Linked DNA regions of Mus musculus: regions 1, 2, 4 and 5 are each linked to region 3. Evidence: chromatin contacts called from public HiChIP or PLAC-seq and promoter capture Hi-C data. All regions are on one chromosome and are shown on one strand. The core of a region is the stretch at or near the end of the contact, and the rest is flanking DNA. Distances in the headings are between cores, read along the strand shown.

Region 1 (2,941 bases), core at 322-2,821, 340 kb after region 3:
TTCACCCATGAGGCTTGCTTGCAGCAATCAAGATCTGGCCATAGATTAATTAACATCCTGGCCTTTTGATGCACCTGCCACAAGCAAAACACAATGTCCCCAGGTGTGGCTTGGCATAATAGAGAGGTAGTCAGTGATAAGACTCCCTGGGCATGTCACCAACCTAAGACAGGGGTCAAACCAATGCTGTTTGTCTCCCAAGGACGGGTAAGGGGCATTGCTGCAGGGGGCAATCTAAGACATTCTCTCTGCCAAAAAAGAAAAAAGTGGGAGATGTGAGGAGCAGGTGTGGCAGCAGTCCCAAAGGCGCCAGGGACTGCAGCTAAGTCTTATGGCTTGCACCTGACTTCCTCATACACCTGAATATAAGCCACAAACATCATGAGAGCTGCGCAGGTGTACCAGGATCCCGGTGAATTAGCTGAAGCTGCGTGCCTGGTGAAGTGGCGTGGCCTGCTGTGCGTGGATGGGAACTGAGAGTATAAAAGAGTGAGAGGCCCAGGGTTCGGGGGAGATATAAACAAGAAGAAACAGGACTGAATAAACTGCTGTTAGAAGGACTGGTGGTCGTGTCATTCTTGCTGGTCGAGAGCGGACGCGACAGCCCTGTCTACTAGGAATTTCTATGGAGGCTCCATATAGGTATGACTAATTGAATCATCAGTGATTAGGTCAGTGTCCAGCCCTTCTCCCCTTCCCACAGATGGGCTGAAAGTCACACTCTCTTGTCAAGTGGTCTCTCTGGGGCCCAGTCCTACCCTGAAGCTCAGCCATGAGTCAGCTCCTTAGCATGCTTAAAGAACTCCAACCACTCAGAAGAGTGATGTTTTTAGGACTCTATGTTAGGAGCATGAGGCAAAGACACAAGTGCACATTATATTATCATACTTGGGGACAAGTGCAGATGTGCCACCTGTTCATTATAGCTCAGTGGACACAGCCTTTCTTTATCATGAGAGGCCTTCAGCTGAGTCACAAGATGTCAACACACATTAGGTCCCAACATTTGTCATCAGTGGTGCCTGTCTAAGAGCAGCAATGGACCTATCAAATCACAGGAGCCAAAAAGCAAACAAAAATAGGACATGTTGATATCACGCTATGGATGGACAGCTTCATGGGGACTGCATCAATCATTTATTCACAGTATGCATGGCATCTTATAAATAGTACATGTGTAATATGTATTTGCTGGAAAAGTAACGTTGACTTATGGAAAAACAGTCATCAGTCATCCCACAGCAAAATATTAGCATATTTGACACTTTCCCCCAGGATTCAGGGTCCCAACAACTCTCCTGCAAAATAGCCCAAGTTGAAATGACTTGGCTCTGCACCTGCCACCTCTGTAGTCAGCAGTGTGTGTGTGTGTGTGTGTGTGTGTGTGTGTGTGTGTAGGAAACAGCACAGTTTAACCAGAAAGCATACTGTGCCCATGAAGCTCTGCCTTTAAACCTTTCATTGCCCTGGTGCCAGCGTGAACTCATAGGACTGGATATTTACATTTCAGAGGACAGAGGCCAAATGCCCTGTCCACACACCCCTGACTTGCTTCCTCTTCTTGGTTCTCTACAGAGTCTCTACCATGTCCTTTGGAGGCTGACTCAGCACAATTCAATGACCTGGCATCCAGGGACCCCTGAGAGAATGTTGAACAATTTGGAAAAGGGACCATTGGAGCTGGGTCAGAGGTCCTGGATCTTGTGTTAGCTGTGTGGCCTTGCAAATGTTACTCAACTTCTCTGAGCTTCAGCTTAAAAATAGAGATAATAGTGTCTACTTTATAAGGTCACTATGAACTTGGGTTTCTTTACTTAGACTCATAGCACACCAGACTCAGCACAAGTCCTCTCCTTGTCTTCTTATGTACGTCTCCTCAGAGTTCCTGGGGTGAATCCCCTCTTCATTCTGTCCTGAGTTCAGCTACCTGCTGATTTACATCCATCTCATCACCCTTCCAACCTGAATCTCTCACGCCTCCATTTCCCAGAATTCTCTCTATCCCTGCTGGATGTCCCACCTCCTATTTCCTGCCTTGGCTCATTGGCCATAAGCTTTTTTTATTGGCAGGTGTTGCTTGTAAAACAGTCTCTCTACATCCTGCCAAACTGTGGCTTGGATTATTAGAGTCAGCCCAACTGGCTCTGTCCTTCCAAATGACTTCATGTCCAAGGAAAAGTGGGTTTTCCAGAAGAGCAATAGTAGACCTCTGTCTTCTCCTCTCCCTACACTTTCTGTGCAGCTGGTGCCGCTGGGGCTCTAATGATGGTCTCTTGGGGATCTAACACTGTGTGTCTCCTGTCTCCAGCCTCCCCATCTCTAGCAGTAGCAGGACTGAAATATCTGCTGCTGTCTGCTATTGCAAAACTAGAGCAGAAAACACAGTGCAGAAGAAAAAGCAGGAAAGAGAAAAGGCACCACAGGCACAGGGCCATGGGGAGGACGCCTGGCATGGGAGATGGGGTGGAGCCACTTGAGAGGACAGTGGGAAGTCAGGCACAGGAGACAAAGGCATCTGTGGTCAGCACTCGGCTCATTCTGACTGGCCAGAGAAAAGATTCTGTTGCAGTCAAGTTCATGCAGAAGTGTAGTCAGATGAGAGTGATTAGCTGTTCTTTTTCAAAAGGACAAATGGAGGGCAAAGCAAAATGTAATGAGAGAAGAAAAGATGAGGACCTCTTACACGCGTTCTCGCGACCGGCCAGGAAGAACACAACAAACCGGAATCTTCTGTGGCAAAGCTTTATTGCTTACATCTTCAGGAGCAAGAGAGCAAGAGCCAGAGCAAGAGAAGAAGAGAGAGAATGGCGTAACCCCGTCCCTTTTAAGGAGAATTATCCTCCGCCTAGGACGTGTCACTCCCTGATTGGCTGCAGCCCATCGGCCGAGTTGTCGTCACGGGGAAGGCAGAGCACATGGGGTGGAGAACTACCCTTGGCAC
Region 2 (2,855 bases), core at 353-2,852, 500 kb after region 3:
TCCAGCAGTTGGACCATGACCTGTTTGAGAGTGCACCAGAGACTAAGGGAGAGTGGGGGGCGGGGGGGGGGGGGGGAGGAAGAGGGAAGGGGAAGGAGGAGAAGGGGTGGAGGGGGAGGAGGGGAGAGGAGCTGACTCTAGGACTTGAGACTAAGGCTTTCTAACAAATTCTTCATCTCCACTGGACCACCCAGGGCTGCTGTCACCCCTCTGGATGGAGCCGCTGTTTATTTTGTTTGGATACAGAAAAGGGAAGGTGGTTGAGGGTGACTTTGTTTCTATAAAGAATAAAATTTTGCCTGTCTCTGCCTCCCTAGTGCTAGGATTAAAGGTGCCGGCCACCCTGCCCAGCCGAGTTTGCTACACTTAATGTTACACGACTTGCATGGGGTGGTGATCTCTCCACTGTATAAAGAAGCTGTGGAGAACCAACCTCCGAAAGCCATGCGCCACTCTTGGTCTTAGCACAGCAGAATGGGGCGGGCGGGCGGCAGAGGAACCCAGCTGTTAGGGTGGCCTGCTGGAAACTTGCGGGTGAGGACCTCTAGAGGCATCACACTAGGAAAGGATGCTCCAAACGCGCCCAAAGGTGCTTCCAGTTCGACCTGGCTGCGTTCTCCCTTGGCTAGCAGACCAATCCTGACCAACCCGACCCAAGGACCAAGAGGCCTTGCCTCGAGTTGCTTGAAGGTTGCAGATCACAGAATACTCATCAATGCTGAGCAAGAACAGGCACTGAGATCCTCAGGTGGGGGTTCCTCACCTGTCACTCTGATAGGCGAGGCCATGTGCATCTCAGCGAGGTCAAGGTCATGTGGTAAAGGGGATAGCAGGGAATAGATGTCTCATCTCTCGGACACAACGCAACACCAGTTTGGGTCGCACAGTGAATTAAAGTCTTCGGTAGAAGGCAGCATTTAAAGAGTGTGTCAGGCACACACACACACACACACACACACACACACACACACACACACCACTCACAAGAACATACTCAATCACCACGGTAGTTTCAGAGTGAAGGCCACTTTGCGTTTCTGCAGTTCCATTCAGGGAGACTGAGGCACAGAACCCAATGGCCCCATCCGGGGTCTCAGGCGTGGGGGTGGGGTGGGCGTGGGAAGAAGTGCTGCGCCGGACAAGCGGTGGCGGCAGGGGTGGGGTGGGGGGTTGCCAGCCCTGCTCAGCCCTCAGCCCCCAGCTACCCATATAAGGCCGCGGGAATCCGGGCAGGGTCCGGGCTCCTGAGGCTCTCCGCGGCTGCAGCCTCCTCCGCGGCGAGGAATGTGTGGAATCTCCTTCGCCCGCAGCCGCCCCCAGCAGGGAGGACCGTCCCGGAGTACTGAGCCCTGGCGAGCTCAAGCCCACCGGGCGCAGTCTGGGTTCCCGCTGTGGCTCGCAGGTGCCTGCCTCGCCGCTTGGGGGAGCGCGGTCGTCGTCGGAGAGGCTGGGCGGCAGCGCCACCTCACCTGCTCGGGGCAGTGCGGCGGGGCCCGGGCGGAGGAGGAGGAGGGAGGGAGGGAGGGGGAGGAGGGGGTGGAGGAGAAAGGAGGAGGAGGAGGAGGCTGTCGTGGTGTTAGGGGAGGAGGAGGAGGAGGAGGAGGAGGAGGAGGAGGAGGAGGAGGAGGAGGAGGAGGAGGAGGAGGAGGAGGAGGAGGAGGAGGAGGAGGAGGAGGAGCCGTGGGCACTGGAGCCCGGCACAAAGTGAAACTCCTGGTAGCCGCACACCCTCGGGCGGGACCTGGTCCCCGCTCTCCTCTGCTCCCCGCGCCCATGGCTCTAAGCAAAGGGCTGCGGCTGCTGGCGCGGCTGGACCCCACTGGCCCGAGCAGCGTGCTGTTGGAGGCGCGGGGCCGCGGCGACTGCCTGCTCTTCGAGGCCGGCGCAGTGGCCACGCTGGGTGAGTGCCGCGCTCCCCGTGCTCCCCACTTGGGCAGCAACGCCGGGGAGGGAGGGAGGGCGGGAATTAGTGAAGGCGAGCGACTTCGCGGAGACCTGAGAACTAGGGGCGCTCGGTTCCCCGACAGGGAGGACCCCGGCGGCTTGGGGATGGCCAGGGGCGCTTGTCCGCGGGAGTACTGGGTGCGGGGGACACCAGAGAGCTGGCACATTTGGCTGGACTAAGCGTCGCGCTCGCCTGAGGGCGGGGATGTCTCGGGGGCGCTCTTCCTGGGGCTTGGGTGGCAGGCGTCTGTTCTTGGAGAGCCAACTGGCTCTGATTTCCGCTCCTGGTGCTCAGTGCCGAAACCTAGCATGTTCTGGACACTCTGAGGAGGGTGCCCTGAGGAGGAGTCCACCTAGTGCTCCCATGCTTGTGCACCTGTTGAATACACCAAAGCAGCATTGCCTTGCCTGAAGGGATGACACGTAGGCACCAAAACAGACTTTGAGAAACGTCGATGGCACCCTTCATTTGTCTCCTATAAATACTCCATCAGAAGCAGGAGTAGAAGCAAATATACTCTCTAGTGACTTTATCTTTATGCTGGGTGTTAGGTGAGGGCAAGCCATTGTATTTCATTGATTGACTTCAGAAATTGTGAGATCAGCATTGTGCTAAGGACTTTAGAGACAAAATCTTACACAACCTTTGCAGTTTTAGCTCGTAATAAAGATAAACAAACTGGGGCCTAAAGAGGCTAAGACACTTGCTCCAGGCAACACAGACTTGTGTGTGGCTATTTTGGTGATGTCATGCGGTGCATGCCTTCCTGGTAAGTCCAACTTCCGGATCCCTAGTTTTGTAATTGACATTTGCAAGAAGATCTAGGTAGCATAAAGCCAGCAGTCAGATAGGATCAGTAAGATTTTAATGATGAGCCTTGAAGGGCAGGTTTAAGACAGTGGGTGTCCAG
Region 3 (2,700 bases), core at 199-2,698:
ATTTTTGTACCCTATCCACCTTAATCATAGAGTGCCTGAAACATAAAGGATCCCAAGTAAACACTTACTGAGGCGAACAGTAAGTCAGCAATATGGGTGGGAGGGGAAAAGACAAGACATTATAAGCAACTACAATACACATCAAGAAATTCCCCACCAACCAGGGAAAGCAGGCACACGACAAACAGCAAATGTACAATCCTGCTAACAGAATAATGATCTTCTGTCTCTAGTGGATATAGTTAGTCACCCAACACTTTATGAGCACCTACTGTGTGCCAGGCACTTTATAGCGACTGCGGCCCTTGCATTAAAACACAAAAACAAAGTTTTCACTCATTCTAAAAAAATGTTAAAATTTTAACATCTATGAAATAAATATACTTCTTGCAACCAGCACCAATAGTTTAAGTGATATTGCTTTTCTTTCAAAGCAAGGTCTCTTATTATCAATACTAAATTACTTATTCATGCTGTAGGGAAAACAATGTTTCCAAAGTTTTGCTCAGTTATTCTTCAAAGCCTCATTCTGTTAATTTTTAAGGAAGCACACGGAAAAAAAAATCAAGACTGACAACTAGTATACTTCTTAAACCCATGAGGGTTTGTGGGTGTATTTTCAAAACCATGTGAATGAAGGTCACTATTTTTTCCTATGCAAAAAGCTGTCCTTTGTTAAAAACAATAGCAATGCTATGAATGGATTTCAGAGTCACAAACCTTATTGAACCACTCAGGGCTTTTCTTTTTAGCTAATGATAATGTTGTAACAAATCCAGCTAGCATTCCCGCTGCGGCTGCAGAACCAAGGAAAATTCCACCTGCCAAGAATTGAGAGAAGGGATTAAAAATAAAACTTAAATTAAAGAGAATTGCACAACGAAGTATCAGAAACTTTCAGGATTACATTCAAAACTCGAAACATCATGGCTAGGCGGCTCTTGTGAAGTGGGTCTGAGAAACCTGCGTGATCTCACGACCTCGGGTTTCTGGTTCAAGGGTACGCTCTGAAGCTCAGTTCTTCAGGGCTGAGAATGGGTTTTTTTCCCTTCTCTCTGTCCTCAAGGACAGCAGCGCGAAGTTTTTCCACGGGAAGAAGAGATCGTGGCAATCAGAAAAGGGCAGGGCACAAGAAAAACTATAGATAAGGATGGGTAAATACAGTATGGACTGGAGAGTAGATGGCAGGATTTACCCGCCCCTGCCCAAGGAGACTTCACCTGGTGAGTGACATATGGGCCCCACTGGCTGAGTTCAGAATAAGGGCTCTCAGAAAAGAATGTGTTCCGGAACATCACATCCCAGCTCAGAGCAAGCATACCTTTAACCAGAAACAACCGATCGTCCGGAGACCCTGGAGCTTCTAATTCAGAGGACTCCCCGGGCCCAGGACCCGAGGTCTCCATTTTAAAGTCTCCTACTCTACTGTTTCCGTTACCAAAGAGGCCCGAGTGGAAGCTCAAGGGAGAGAGAAGAAAGGTTCCGCGGCTGCCTTCCCTGTGCAACCTGAAGAAAGGTCCGGGTTTCCCACTTTCCCCGCTTAACACTCTTGCAGTGAGAGAAGACAGAAAGGCTGCTCTCTGTCCCAGCCCAGAGCCGAGGGCGGCGCCCCACAAGACGGCCCTCCTGGGAGGATCACTCGCCTTCTTGCAAGGTGATGATCTGTTGGACTTTAGTAAGGTTTTGGGTTTTTTTTTTTTTGGTTTTGTTTTGTTTTCCCTACTTGGAAGAATACTCAGTTCCGACTCTAGGAGGCAGTGAGAGGTCGCAAATGGAGCCGGGAGCCCATCTGCCTGGCTTGGATCCTGGAGCTGTTTACCACTCCAGATACACTTGCACTGCTTCTAAGGATTTGGTCCGCACTAACAGACCACGATTCTAAAAAGCAAGCCTCAATATTTTCCCCGCTTCTTTCTGAGAAATTTCGAAATAGTTATTTCAGGGTTAAGTGACATGCCCAATTCTGGAAGAGAAACATCTCACCAGCTTCGAAGCACACGCCCTTCCCAAGATCTGATTTGCCCGCCCCCAGTGGACGCGCTGGGCTGGCTAAATGATTGAATGAACTGAGCCAATCTAGAGAGCAGAGTACAGAGGCCCTCTCTCAAAGCTTATTAACACGGGCTCCAAGGCTGCCCCGGACTTGCTGGGATCCTTAGCAGCCTGCAAGCAGGCCTGGGAGGACGATGTGCCAGGGTCTACGGACAGAGTAAATGGCTATTGAGGGAAGAGTAGTGGGAAGTAGCCAACGTTTTCAGCCTCTCAAAGGGAGACCTAAGACATATGGCATCATCTTTTAAAATGAAGCCAGTTCTTTAGCCTCTAGCCTTTTTCTGAGCACTTTAAGGGCATGGGCATCTTGAGGGTGGAGATTGTTATCTATACTCATTTGATATTCCCCAGCTCTCAGTGTATTACCTGGTCATGTATAATAAATGCCTGTCCGAGGGACGGGTAAATGAAAGCATTAGTTTTTGCAGCAGTTAAATGCATTTATTAGCTCAGACCTGCGTTCAGGTCGTAAAGCACTTCTTATTTGTGTGAACTTGGTGTTTGCCATATAGCCTCTCGTTACCTCGTTCCCCTCAATTATTAACTATGGAAACAGTACCTCACAGGATTTTTGAATGAAGAGGTGCGTGTGTGTGTGTGTGTGTGTGTGTGTGTGTGTGTGTGTTGTACATCCCTCTTGACCACTTG
Region 4 (2,893 bases), core at 386-2,885, 260 kb after region 3:
AGGGATAATCAGGCATAAAAAAATGAATATGTTCCCTCCAGTGGGTACCTGGGTGAATGGGGCACTGCAGGCTGTAAGGGAAAAAGAACTAAGAAGGTGGGTGTAGGACATAGGGCTTTTCCCCTTCTGGGCAGGAGGAATTTGGACAGTTAGGTAAGGATCAATGTGTAGCAGAACTTCACACTAAGTCCGTCCTTGGGTATTGAACTGCATTTCAATCTAGGCAGGATTGGCCAGGTTACAGCTCTGCAGGTACATGTGTTGAGAAACTCTGCTCTGGTTGGTCTTTATCTCAGGTCTCTTTCTGCCATGCGGCAGAAGTCTGTCACTCAAGGGGATGTGCAGTGACTGTTCCTGTTTGAAGCGGGGTGGGCTGTGAAGTTCCGATGCTCCCGGGATCTAAGGTGACTTAGGTTTAGGACGATGACTTTGGGTGCCTGTGGCGGATGTTGTGAGGAACAAGACATTTTGAAAGGCTGACAGTAAGATAACTCGGTCAGTCTTATCTCCATTTCTCAGCCCGGAACAGGATGAAACCGGTGAGTGATCACCGTGTTTAGACAGGGTGGTCCTTGACTGGTCAACACGCCCACATGTTAGAGTCTGACCTCAGGTTCTAAGGCAGGGGAGACAGACAAAAGATAAAAGCAGAGACCCCAGGCTTTTGTTGTGGGAGTCAGGGGAGGGGGGAGAGGGAGCAAAAACGGCTTCTGAACGGCTGTTACAGTATGAGCTGCATCAATGCCGGCCTCCCCAGAACCTCCTTGTCCCTTCTCCTAGAGACACACATTCATTACCACTGGAGGACTGGAGTTAAAACAGATGACAAACCCAGACTGTTTGAAAAGACAAATGGATAGAATTAGGCCCGAGCGATGACTGGAAGGACCGTCACTGTCCATTAGTCAAACTCCTTTAAAACTCAGAGACCTAGCAACCTGACTGGTGAGGGGAAAGCTGGCTGGAGCCAGTGAGATCGCAGGGATGGGGAGGAGAGGACCACTTTAGAGTGGGCCACACAGCTGCCCAAGGTGATGCCATAAAGGCAGCAAGTCTACATTTACTAAGTGCTTTTATATTGAAGGGATTCAGTTGTAGTTTTGGGGGGTTTTGTTTTGTTTTGTTTTGTTTCGGTTTTTGTTTAAGAAATGGGTTTAAAAGGCAAAGAATCTTGGTTTATAAGATACTGGAGAGATGTCAAGATGGTAAATCCCATGCAGGCAGTGATAAGATGTGGTGACTTTTGGCATTTACATTTCCATCCCAAAGATATCACTAAATGCCTTTGGAAGTGAAGACGTTGCGTCCCATCAGAAACCCTGTAATAATTCTGTAAAGCTATCTATTAATTCATAGGATTTTATTTTCCAACAAGTTAGATGGGATGCATTTGGGGAAGGGGGCTGAGAAAAGAAGGTACGGGAAGAAGCCCCCTTCCCGAGACTTGCATGGTTGGCATCAGACCCCACTCCCACTCAAGCTCCACAGACACAGCTATAATGTGCACCAGCAGCTCTGTCACATTCCCATGGCTGCATTAAAAGTCTGCACTTTCCCCGGGTTCCCTGGCTGAGAACAAGGCTCCCTTTCTCAATGGAGGGTAGAGGCCTCTAGATATGGGCTAGTGTTTACTGCTGAAAGAATCACGCTGCCCCGGTACAGCAGTGAGCCTTGCATCCTCGCTCCTGGCTCACTGGACCTACAGCCCACATGACCCTTGAAATGGCACAGCCAAACAGCTGTTTCAGAAGAGACAAACTAGCTACTTGGCACCTTGACCAGCAGAGAACTGCTATCAGAGACAGCCCTGGAAAGAGGCTCAGAATTTGGATACGCACCGGGTCCTATGGCCACTTTCCCCAACTGTAAAATGGAACAATAATATTGAGCCCTAAAAGCACTGAGTCTAGCAACGTTAGATAGTAAGAGAACTAAATGGTAAGAACCAGACTGGAAAGATGGCTCCATTGGTAAAGTGCTTGCCTGGTAGGCAGGAGGACTAAGTTGGGTTCGTGGCATGTATGTAAAAATGGTAGACTATGTTGGTACCAATTTGTCTTAGTCAGGGTTTCTATTCCTGCACAAACCTCATGACCAAGAAGCAAGTTGGGGAAGAAAGGGTTTATTCGGCTTACATTTCCATACTGCTGTTGATCACCAAAGGATGCAGGACTGGAACTCAAGCAGGTCAGGAAGCAGGAGCTGATGCAGAGGCCATGGAGGGATGTTCTTTACTGGCTTGCTTCCCCTGGCTTGCTCAGCCTGCTTTCTTGTAGAACCCAAGACTACCAGCCCAGAGATGGTCCCACCCACAAGGGGCCTTTCCCCCTTGATTGCTAATTGAGAAAATGCCTTACAGTTGGATCTCGTGGAGGCATTTCCCCAACTGAAGCTCCTTTCTCTGTGATAACTCCAGCTGCGTCAAGTTGACACCCAGAACCCACCAGTACAATTGACCCCTTGTCAACTTGACACAAACACATCACTAATAAGCCTCAACCCTTAGCTCTTATTCATCCCCAAGCAAGATCTTAAATAACTTTAAAAGTCCCACAGTCTTTACTATTAAAATTTCAATCCTTTAAAAACATCCAATATCTTTTAAAATCCAAAGTCTTTTTACAATTAAAAGTCTCTTAACTGTGGGATCCACTAAAATACTTTCTTCCTTCAAGAGGGAAAAATATCAGGGCACAGTCACAATCAAATGCAAAAATTAAACTCCAACTGTCCAATGTCTGGGATCGAACTCATGATCTTCTGGGCTCCTCCACAGGCTTGGGTCACTTCTCTAGCCATGCCCTTTGTAGCACACACCTTGTCTTCTAGGCTCCAGATGCCTGTACTCCACTGCTGCTGCTGTTCTTGGTAGTCATCTCATGGTACCGGCATC
Region 5 (3,037 bases), core at 200-2,699, 430 kb after region 3:
AATAAATTTCCATTGGTTAAACACTGACGCTTGTTTAAAAGCTAACTTCCAGCTTTGGTGTCGTTGATTTCTGTCTCTTTCTTGCTCTGTCAAGATAGAGTCTCACTGTATGGCCCTGGCTGGCTTGGAACTTGCTATGTAGGCCAGCTGACCTCAAACTCAGAGATCTACCTGCCTCGGCCTCGGCCTCAGTCTCAGTTAGTATTAAAGGCATGCGTCACCACATCTAGTTTGTCTTCTTTTAAAAAAAAAAATAGCTCCCAGAGTTATTATTTTTTGTCAATATTACTGATTTGTGTTTTTGAGATACCTGGCTGTGTAGCCCAGGCTGGCCTGGGCCTCGGGTTCCTTCTTCCTTACTTCCTGACCTCCTGATTGCTGGGTTACAGCCCTCACTACTGGGCCTGGTTATCATCTTTGAGTGAATAAACATTTTATTTTAAAAAAACTACAACAACAACAACAACAGAGCAATGAAATACCCGGGGTAAAGTCAAACCTTTTCTTTGCTTGGCCCTCACCAAGGTATTTTATGTGAGTCCTTCTAGCTGTTTCTGAAACACATTGATACTCAAATAGACACATGACTTTTTCTCTAGGATGTATGTGGTTAATGCGTTTTTGTGAGGGCACGCTTGTCCGTGTGCTAAGAGGCCCAGACTGGATGTGAGTGAGGTGTGTCTCCTTACTGCTATGCACCTTGTTTTTGAGGCTGGATCTCTGTGAACCTGGGGCCCCCATCTAAGCTAGTCTGGTTGGCTAGTGAATCCTTGGGACGCACCTGTCCCCACCTCCTCAGTGCTGGGCTTACAGGTGCACACACTACACTCAGCTCTTAGGGGCAAGCACACTCACTCCCCAGTTCTCCCTGGCTCTTCCCAAGCTCTGAGCACCTGCTTTTCATAAATGGCGTCATACTTTTGACCTGTGGTTCATCTTCATTTAAGGCTTATTAAAATTGTGATTTGAGTCCTTCATCTTTAGCAGGTTCGTTTTTAAAGATGTATTTTATTTCAAATTCTGTGTGTATGTGCACATGGCTGCATGTGACATGGAGTGACAAGCCCTTGTGAGGCACTTGCTGCGTGATTGAGACTCAATGCAGTTCCTCTCCAGAGCAATGGACACTCTCAACTACTGAGCTGTCTTTCTAGACTCCAACATTTTAGAACACTTTTAATTTTATTTTTTGTATATTAATTTTTCCCTTCATGGTTGGATGTTTCTAAAGAGCCCAGTACTTGGAGAAGGGTGTATAGCTTAATGTCGTCAGCAAACTCGTACAGATAGGCTCCTGCAGTCTCCGTCCTCCTGTGGTTCTAATCTCTGTGTCTCTCACTCCATGGAATGTGCTTCAGTGTGGGGCTTTCTGCTCAGATTCCTTCCCTAGCCACTGGACCAGAATGCGCTTGCCTGCCCCGAGGCTGCTCTAGGCTCACCCCATCGTTGGAGCAGTGGATTGCAGTGCCAGAGCGTACGCTTTCTTTACTGTGCTGTCCTCCCCTGTGGGTGGACACACTGCACCGGCTCTCCAGCTGCTGGCACAGCGCCATAGCCTAGGTCGGCTCAGCTTGTTTCCGCTCAGAGTTGGAGACGTTTCTATCTCTGTGAGGAGCATAAGGCATGAGCTATGCGGGATATTTTGATAGATTCCTTTTTGAGTGAAAATTTTTAAAAGCACCCTTGAGATTAGGCTTTTTTAAAAATGTAAGTGGAACTGTTGGAGTACTCAGAATAAATTGTATAGGAAAAGGTGGAATGGTTCATGTACTGGCTAGTTTTGTGTCAACTTGACACAGCTGGGGTTATCACAGAGAAAGGAGCTTCAGTTGAGGAAATGCCTCCATGAGATCCAACTGTAAGGCATTTTCTCAATTAGTGATCAAGGGGGAAAGGCCCCTTGTGGGTGGGACCATCTCTGGGCTGGTAGTCTTGGGTTCTATAAGAGAGCACACTGAGCAAGGCAGGGGAAGCAAGCCAGTAAGTAACATCCCTCCATGGCCTCTGCATCAGCTCCTGCTTCCTGACCTGCTTGAGTTCCAGTCCTGACTTCCTTTGGTGATGAACAGCAGGGTGGAAGTGTAAGCCGAATAAACCCTTTCCTCCCCAACTTGCTTCTTGGTCATGATGTTTGTGCAGGAATAGAAAGCCTGACTAAGACAGTACCTGCCAGAGATCATTAGCAGAAGACAAGAGACCAATAGCTGAGACTTCTTCTATGGCATGCCTGATATGAAGCTGTCTCTGAACCTAATGGGAACCACTGAAAGCTGTACTAAGCTTGTATCAAGGAGTTGGATGAAAATGTTTGAACTATTTCACACGGTCCCTGGACATGGATTATTGTTTGAGGGCTTATAGAGTGCTAAAAATGAAGTTTGCCTTCGCTTGTTTGTTACCATGGTTTGTTCCAGTGTGTGCATGTGGGACAAATTCATTTATAATTTCTTCACAAAAAAAAAAGTGTCCTTGGGAGTTTGCACTGGAGTGTGCTGACAGACACAGGGAGACTCCATGGGCCCTGTCTGTAGGAGTGTGCTGTGGCTGCTGCTTCTGCTGTGTTTCCTGTCTCACCTTGCTAACAGATTTCCCCAAATAATTTACAGAGAAATTACTTTTTTGTAAGTTTTTAAATGTTTTTTTTTAAGTTTCATGTTCTCATATATATTTTCTAAGTGTTTTACTTTGTGTGTATGTGTGTGTGTGTGTGTCTGTCTGTGGTGGTAGTGTATGTATAGAACCCAGAGCCTAAAGCAGTTGGTTCTCTTCTTACACCACATATGTCTAAGGATTGAGCTGGGCAGCCAGTACCTTTGCCTACAGGTCCATATCTCCACCCCTGTTCCCACACAGTTTTAAGAAATTAAGTTCCCAGCGAACTTGCCTTATTGTTCCTGTGTGCCCAGAGATCCTGTGTGTCCAGGTTCTGTCTCTCCCACTGAAAGGTGTCATATGGGAACTTACATTCTCTGTAGCCAAGACTGTTCTCACAGTGTGTCTTCATCTTTAAAGTCGACTGATTTCTCCCCTCTTGTTT

The links. Promoter capture Hi-C pulls out the DNA fragments that hold promoters and counts their contacts. HiChIP or PLAC-seq counts read pairs in DNA pulled down with a chosen protein or histone mark.
Region 1: a promoter capture Hi-C map of the HPC-7 cell line shows a contact between it and region 3, with 6 times the contacts expected there. The contact joins the enhancer-like site here to the promoter of Tmem242 in region 3. A contact is called at or near these places in 22 of 39 promoter capture datasets (the 3T3-L1 cell line, 3T3-L1-derived adipocytes, the C10 cell line and 13 more), 3 of 15 datasets of contacts at CTCF or cohesin (the NIH/3T3 cell line and large pre-B cells), 4 of 484 Hi-C or Micro-C datasets (the 3T3-L1 cell line, the HPC-7 cell line, bone marrow-derived macrophages and 1 more), 21 of 115 datasets of contacts at active chromatin or transcription factors (the 230-238 cell line, the HPC-7 cell line, bone marrow-derived macrophages and 17 more) and 3 of 9 other capture datasets (embryonic trunk, macrophages and pancreatic islet).
Region 2: a promoter capture Hi-C map of embryonic stem cells shows a contact between it and region 3, with 4 times the contacts expected there. The contact joins the promoter of Synj2 here to the promoter of Tmem242 in region 3. A contact is called at or near these places in 20 of 39 promoter capture datasets (the C10 cell line, the HPC-7 cell line, HPC-7-derived erythroid cells and 13 more), 2 of 15 datasets of contacts at CTCF or cohesin (large pre-B cells and pro-B cells), 4 of 484 Hi-C or Micro-C datasets (the G1E-ER4 cell line, the N1E-115 cell line, Sertoli cells and 1 more), 17 of 115 datasets of contacts at active chromatin or transcription factors (the 230-238 cell line, the NIH/3T3 cell line, bone marrow-derived macrophages and 12 more) and 5 of 9 other capture datasets (adipose tissue, embryonic stem cells, liver and 2 more).
Region 4: a contact with region 3 is called in an H3K27ac HiChIP or PLAC-seq map of oligodendrocyte precursor cells, with 8 times the contacts expected there. The contact joins the enhancer-like site here to the promoter of Tmem242 in region 3. A contact is called at or near these places in 14 of 39 promoter capture datasets (3T3-L1-derived adipocytes, the C10 cell line, the HPC-7 cell line and 9 more), 3 of 15 datasets of contacts at CTCF or cohesin (the NIH/3T3 cell line, large pre-B cells and pro-B cells), 6 of 484 Hi-C or Micro-C datasets (the 3T3-L1 cell line, B cells, bone marrow-derived macrophages and 2 more), 22 of 115 datasets of contacts at active chromatin or transcription factors (the 230-238 cell line, bone marrow-derived macrophages, craniofacial prominence and 15 more) and 5 of 9 other capture datasets (adipose tissue, embryonic stem cells, liver and 2 more).
Region 5: a contact with region 3 is called in a promoter capture Hi-C map of liver, with 4 times the contacts expected there. The contact joins the enhancer-like site here to the promoter of Tmem242 in region 3. A contact is called at or near these places in 5 of 39 promoter capture datasets (HPC-7-derived erythroid cells, embryonic stem cells, frontonasal cranial neural crest and 2 more), 3 of 15 datasets of contacts at CTCF or cohesin (the NIH/3T3 cell line, large pre-B cells and pro-B cells), 50 of 484 Hi-C or Micro-C datasets (the AML12 cell line, B cells, the C2C12 cell line and 34 more) and 19 of 115 datasets of contacts at active chromatin or transcription factors (the 230-238 cell line, the HPC-7 cell line, astrocytes and 15 more).

Annotation. Positions count from the first base shown.
Region 1 is chr17:5,778,365-5,781,305 of GRCm38.p6, forward strand. No RefSeq gene overlaps it. Among named protein-coding and RNA genes, the nearest start is that of Gm41519, 9.1 kb to the left of the region's middle. Within about 2 kb of position 1,572, at least 10 of the 459 cell types and tissues checked have an H3K27ac peak or open chromatin away from gene starts, as enhancers often do. A contact at or near this core is called in the HPC-7 cell line, where this site is marked.
Region 2 is chr17:5,939,678-5,942,532 of GRCm38.p6, forward strand. Synj2 (synaptojanin 2) reads left to right here and starts at 1,603. Exons shown (of 27, transcript NM_001113353.2): 1 at 1,603-1,900. The coding sequence starts at 1,774.
Region 3 is chr17:5,438,812-5,441,511 of GRCm38.p6, forward strand. Tmem242 (transmembrane protein 242) reads right to left here and starts at 1,449. Exons shown (of 4, transcript NM_027457.4): 1 at 1,322-1,449; 2 at 721-821. The coding sequence starts at 1,406.
Region 4 is chr17:5,703,231-5,706,123 of GRCm38.p6, forward strand. The region is part of intron 3 of Zdhhc14 (zinc finger, DHHC domain containing 14); the gene reads left to right. Among named protein-coding and RNA genes, the nearest start is that of Gm41519, 66 kb to the right of the region's middle. Within about 2 kb of position 1,636, at least 8 of the 459 cell types and tissues checked have an H3K27ac peak or open chromatin away from gene starts, as enhancers often do. A contact at or near this core is called in oligodendrocyte precursor cells, where this site is marked.
Region 5 is chr17:5,871,207-5,874,243 of GRCm38.p6, forward strand. The region is part of intron 1 of Snx9 (sorting nexin 9); the gene reads left to right. Among named protein-coding and RNA genes, the nearest start is that of Gm35474, 24 kb to the left of the region's middle. Within about 2 kb of position 1,450, at least 49 of the 459 cell types and tissues checked have an H3K27ac peak or open chromatin away from gene starts, as enhancers often do. A contact at or near this core is called in Sertoli cells, cerebellum, cerebral cortex and 3 more, where this site is marked.